Linked DNA regions of Hordeum vulgare: region 1 is linked to region 2. The links are chromatin contacts, called in public Hi-C maps. All regions are on one chromosome and are shown on one strand. Each heading gives the region's core, a stretch centred on a gene start, on an enhancer-like site or on the middle of the called end of the contact. The rest is flanking DNA. Distances are from core to core; before and after follow the strand shown.

Evidence for each region. A called contact is a pair of places that touch in the nucleus more often than the background predicts.
Region 1: a contact with region 2 is called in a Hi-C map of leaf, with 3 times the contacts expected there. The contact joins the enhancer-like site here to the promoter of LOC123443170 in region 2. A contact is called at or near these places in 3 of 6 Hi-C or Micro-C datasets (leaf and seedling) and 1 of 1 datasets of contacts at active chromatin or transcription factors (embryo).

The regions. Positions count from the first base shown.
Region 1 is chr3H:115,335,299-115,338,246 of MorexV3_pseudomolecules_assembly, forward strand. No RefSeq gene overlaps it. Among protein-coding and RNA genes, the nearest start is that of LOC123443170, 140 kb to the left of the region's middle. Within about 2 kb of position 1,268, at least 3 of the 3 cell types and tissues checked have open chromatin away from gene starts, as enhancers often do. A contact at or near this core is called in leaf and seedling, where this site is marked.
Region 2 is chr3H:115,194,202-115,197,125 of MorexV3_pseudomolecules_assembly, forward strand. LOC123443170 (SCAR-like protein 2) reads right to left here and starts at 1,402. Exons shown (of 10, transcript XM_045119463.1): 1 at 1,123-1,402. The coding sequence starts at 1,316.

The DNA.
Region 1 (2,948 bases), core at 18-2,517, 140 kb after region 2:
AGTAACATAAATGATATAACCCCTTTATCAAAACCATGATACCCTCAAACTCTAATTTGGCTCAAGTGGTAAAACTTGGTACCGCAAACAACTCACTTTGATCCACCATATCCATGTGAGCTACATTATCTGCCAGGGAGACAAAAAAGGCAATGCAAGCAAGTAAGCAACGCATCGCATTGTGCATGCCCATGCATGGTCCAAGGAAACAACTCAAAGTGAGCAACCACTCCGATCGCATGGGCAGGACCATGACCAGGGGCGGAAAGCAGCAGCTGTCCTTGAGAAATCGAGCGCTGCCTTTTCACTCCCACTGGTCCACTGCCCCACGCCTTTTTTGTCAGCTCTCCCCTCGTACCATTCACTCGCCTAAGATAAGATAAGCCGGCGAGCTCGTCGGAATCTTTCCTCTCCGCTCGGCCCCAATTACTCTAATCCTCCTCAGTCGCCGTGTGACAGGGTTGACCAGCTCGACAACGCACTTGAAAAATCGGCGAGTTGGTGGCGGCGGCGGCATGGTGGGTTGGTGCCGGCGACAATGCGTATACGCATCACTGCCTCCCGATGCTAGCCAAGGTTCCGACTTTCGACTCTCGAGTAGATATTTTATGTTTTTGTCTTTGGGATGCTCTCGGCCGCCACCAGAAGGAATTGCACAGAGATTTTACTACAAGATACGAATGCTGTTTCAGCTTCCGTGTACACAGTTGCTAGGCTCAGCGAGATTCGGTGGACTGCCGAGTCAGTGGTGTCACGCTGAGCTTGAACCGTGAGCCACACACTGACACTCCCACTGGGGTGACGCCGATGGACTAGGTAGCTAAGCTAGCAGTAGTGTAGGTCTAGCCAAGGAAAGGACTGGCCATCTTTCATCTTCGCGACCGTCGGTGCTGGACTGCTGATCCTGCGCTTGCAAGGTGGAGGGCACTGGTCGATGGACCATAGTGGCGCCATGGCTGACAGGCTAACACTACCTGCAACCGTACTGCCGACGGGTACCGGTCGGTCGTCAAGCGAGGGTACGTACTACATCCCTTTTCGCTTCGGAAGTTCAGATCGGATCGGGAGTTAGTTTCAGCGGAGTAATCACGGCCGTAGCGATGCCAGTTTGGATGGATCGAGCTCGGTACCTCTGTAGTCTGCACCGGTATCTGTATGTGGCCACAGAACGGAGATGCGTCCAGCTGAAGAAACCAAGGAGCGTGAGGCCATGGACGGCGGTGGGTGGATGCCGAGGACGGCGGACGGACACATGGGTGTGTGCTTGTGTAGGGCGCGCCCGGTCCAGCAGCAGCGGCCAGCACTAGCCGACACTATACGACGGTACGGTACAGGTTCTTCCGTCTGTTTTCTTGATCCAGTTCCATGGTGGGGCTATGGAGTCATGGGAGCGTACCGGTTTCACGTGGCCGCGCGTACTCGACTACTCGTACGGCGATAAACTTGCATCGACTAAAAAAAAAGTACTCCCTCCTTTTCGATTTATAAGACTTGAATCTGAAATCTCATCAACCGAGATAGATTATAAATGAATAACACTATTTTTAAATAGCTAATGAAATATTTTCACATACTAGTAGTATTTAATTTTTGAAGCAATTAATGTAGCATCCTTCTTTTCATTAGACTTGCCTCGTACATAAAAAAAAAAAACATGCATAGTGATTAATTTCTTTTTTTTTATCTTTATGAATTAAATATGGTATGTGTTTCAAAGTAATTTAACTGAATTAGACTCAAAATAAGCCTTATATAATAAAAATCTAAAAAATTTGTGATGAGTCCTATAAACCGAAAAAAGTAGTAAGAAGGTATGGGCTCTCTACTGTAGAAAAGGTGTTTTGAGCTATCGACTAAAATAGCTCTTGGCTAGATACACTAGAGTCAACTAGTCAAGTTTTCGGGTATCACAACAAAAAGAAAAACTAGACAAGTTTCCGAGTATCACAACTAGTCAAGTTTTCTAGAACCCTCAAAGATTAATGGAACGCTGAAAATGTGATTCTAGTTGTGAGCTCACATGCACATGACATAAAAATACAATTTATAATTTTTATGGCCTACTCCCCAGATCGTTTGGTCGCATCCATTTAGTGTTAAACTGATAATTTTTTTTGATCAAAAGCAGAAAAGCAAGCAGACAAATGTTCGTTTTTAGTCCACTTTCGCCCTGTCCCCGGCCTATATTTGGGCGGCGTTTGCCGAAACGAATAGTGCATGGACGGGCGAGACACACGCCTTTGTCCTCCCCTCGCACGCCCGTCGAGGACATAACTCTTTTCTCTTCCCTGCCCTTTCCTACGCCCCTCCCTCTACTCGCCATCCTCGTGGACGTCAGCCCTATCCATTTTTCCTCACTGTCTTCCTCATGCCTCCTACATCACGATCAACCCCCATGCCATAGCCTTCTCCCACGCAAGCGGTATTCGTGGCTCTTCTGGTGGGGGAAGAAGCAACGAGCGGTAACGACGGACGGTGACCTCGTCACCTTCTAGCAGGCATTGCATAGCCGCAGGACGCCGAACGCCATCGCCAGCCTAGTCGGCTGCTTGCGAGGGGCACGCCAACAGCTACCGCCAACGAACGCAATATATGCCAACCACCACGACTATAATATGTTTGACACTTTCCTCACAAGGTATCATGGACAGTGGAAATGAGTATTTTTTTCATAATCTCATTTGTTCATCGAATGATTCGTCCTCACATGAAGAAGACATTGTGGTTGTCACATTGGTCGTCAATGAACACATTGCAAGACAGCGGCCTCGGTTTAGGGGTTCGGTACCTGGTCATACCACGGCCTTGAACCGCAATAGGGAGAGCTGCCAGATCTTGCTCTGTGTCGATTAGTTTGAGAATGGTCTGCTCTACAAACCACATCAATTCCACCATCGATTCCGTATGGCGAGGCGTACCGTATTAGGGAGGGAGTGGTAGCATATGAC
Region 2 (2,924 bases), core at 152-2,651:
GGCCATGCCCGTTGCAGCTCCAGTCACCATGGAGCAGTTCAAAGAGGGGAAATCGAGGGGAGGACACTGGTTCGATGCTAGGCTTCGAGGGTGCTCGCCGGAGAAGAAGACGGGGGCTCGTTGGAGGAGATCGCCGGGGTAGGATTTCCCATGGCAACCAGGAGGTTGGGAAAAAAGAAGGAGGAGGATGCGGGGATGAGGAAAGAGATAACGTGATGGGCCCTCCCGATTTGATTTGCTATAGCCGCGAGCGAGTGGACGAGACCGGCCGAAGCGTTCGTGGAAACGTTTACCATAAATAAAAGACTTCCCAAGAGTGGTGACATTTTTGATCACACAACCAGTAGAAATTGCTAGAAGCCATGGAAACAGTCGCACAAGAATTAGCAAACACTCCTTTATTCCCACATATTCAACGAATTCAACCAGTCACCCACTAAGCCGTCTAGAACAGGAACTTTTCAGAATCACGATCTATATAATATAGCTAGTGTGATAAAATAAATCCATCCTAACATGGGATCTTACCCAAACATGGCATACCTAGAGTACACCGATAGTTCCTACCAATTCAGCAAAGCATACCTCCAAAAACCTAGCAAACGCGGTAAAAACCCACTTGATTGTATAGTTTAGCTCGTATAACGCTCTGAAGACACAATTTGGTTCTACCCGACTCAATCCTAATGCTCTCTCGGAAATGAGCTCGAAAGCCACCAGTGCCCAAAACGAAATACTATCCAGTTCCAGCCACGCAGCACTGCTGCTTTGTCCATAATCGGCGAGCGGAAACCCTGCCATAATTCCTATAGTTCCTAGAACCCCGCACTCAATCTCGCGTTATCAAATGCAACCACCTCAACACCAGATCCCACTACCTTCCAATCACCCCCAATCTCAAGCACAAACACCTCAACTCCAGTAAACCAGCGACCAAACACTTCCCCAACCGTAGTTGCCCGCCAAAATCACCACACACGGAGAGCAGCAGATCTCACACTGGAAGGCTGGAAAAAAAGCACACACACACACACACAACTCGCCGAATCGAATCACGCAGGAAAAACTGAAATCAGACCGCGAGGCAGGGAGCGACGGAGATGAGGGGAGGGGGCGGCTTACTCGGCGAGATCTCCGAGCTGGCGCAGGATCCCGACGAGGCCCGCGACGGCGACGCCCTCGAGCAGCGCCTTGGGCTCGGCCTCCCCTGCGGCGGCGGCGCCGGCGCCGCCTCGCTTCCCTGCCCCCGCGGCGCCGTACAGCCCGGGGTCGCCCAGCCCGACCTCATTCCGCACCTCGAACCTGACCAGCGGCATCTCCGCTCCACCAACCACCGAGCGCGCGAGAGCGGGCTCCTCCTCACCGCCGAGCAGCGGCCATCGTGACGCCTGGCGGTCGCTATAAATGCGACGCCGCAACGGCTACTTTCCCAGTGGGAGCAGGTGCGCCGACTTTGGGGCGTCACAGGTTGCCGCCTCCGCACGGAAGGGGGCGGCCGAGGCGAGTGGCGGGGAGGGGGGGAGGAGTGGAGGCGACGCCGAGGCGCGTGGCGGGGACGGGGACGGGGAGGGGAGGGGAGGAGCGTCGGTCTCCGACAGGGTGCGGGGCGAAAGGGACGGTGGGAAAGGGAAGCGCACGCAGCGCTGCGGGCACGAGGGGGGTGGGCAAGTGGCGCGGCCTGGCGACTGGTGAGTGGTGTGCGCCGCGTGATTATGCTTCAGCTCTCGGGCTCGGCTTGGATTTGGATGCTCGATACCCGGTGCCGCCGCTATGTTGTGGTGGGAGGCTGCTGTGCTGTGCTGTGCTGTGCTGTGCTGGGTCGCGCGGGGGCCGGGGGTGCTTTGCCATTTCCGGCCGTGCTTGGCCCTTCTTGGTTTTCACTTCCTCGGGGTGTCTTTTCGTTTTTGTGCCGGGGGTTGGAACATGCCTTCTGTGCTTTGCGTTGCGGTGTGGTCACGTCAACTGCGCGTAAAAAATGCATGCATGTGTGTGCGCTCTTTCTGGTCTATCTTTTCCTCTAGCACAAGGATTTATATGGTATACGTCTGTGTGCATATTTCTTTTTCTCGAAACAGTGGCATCTTTTTTGACTCGTCCCCTAATTAGGACATTATTAAAGAGAATTATACGGTTAATTATGAACGTAAATCGGTACAATCCGCTGAGCGATACACACACCTCTCGAAAGGGAGCCTCGTCGAGGTAGTAAACAAGTTTCATCGTCACCACTTCTGTCTAAGCAACGCCATCGTCATCCCTAAAGCAACTCTGACTTTGTGTAGAACGTCCCCCCACGTCGTAGAGGTCGTACGAGATCACATGAAGATCCGTGTCAGAACTCAGTCGTCAACGATGAGGAAAGTTGGCTCGCGAAAAATCACCAAACATACCACTTGCTATCTGTCATCGTCATCATCGAAGCCACATCGTCGCAACTTCGACTCCATAACAACAAAGAAACATAGGCAAATCCCGAAGACATGCCTAATAAGAGGCAACTACATCAACCATCGGTGTGTCCGTGCCATCGCTCACCGCGACATCTTCGTGACAGAAACCTCAACACCGATATCGTCGCCTTTCACGGGCCCTGCTTGTCTGCCAGCTCCAAAGAAGAATACCTCTAGAGGGGATACAACGCCAATGCACTATCATATCTAGGGTTTCCCTAAAGCTGCAGCGACATATTGATCCATGTCGATGGGGCGACAACAATTCATCAATGCCCTCAAGAAGGTCAATGTTGCTCGTGGTCATTGTCATCATCGGTCGTAGACCCAAGGACGGGACAAGCTCTTCACCCAAGCTCCAAACACTCGCTCAATTTCACATCAAAACCACCGACGCTAGCAAGCCCACCAACCACCACCGACGACGATGACAACGATGACTTCTATGCATGCTTTCTACTAAACCATTAAAAA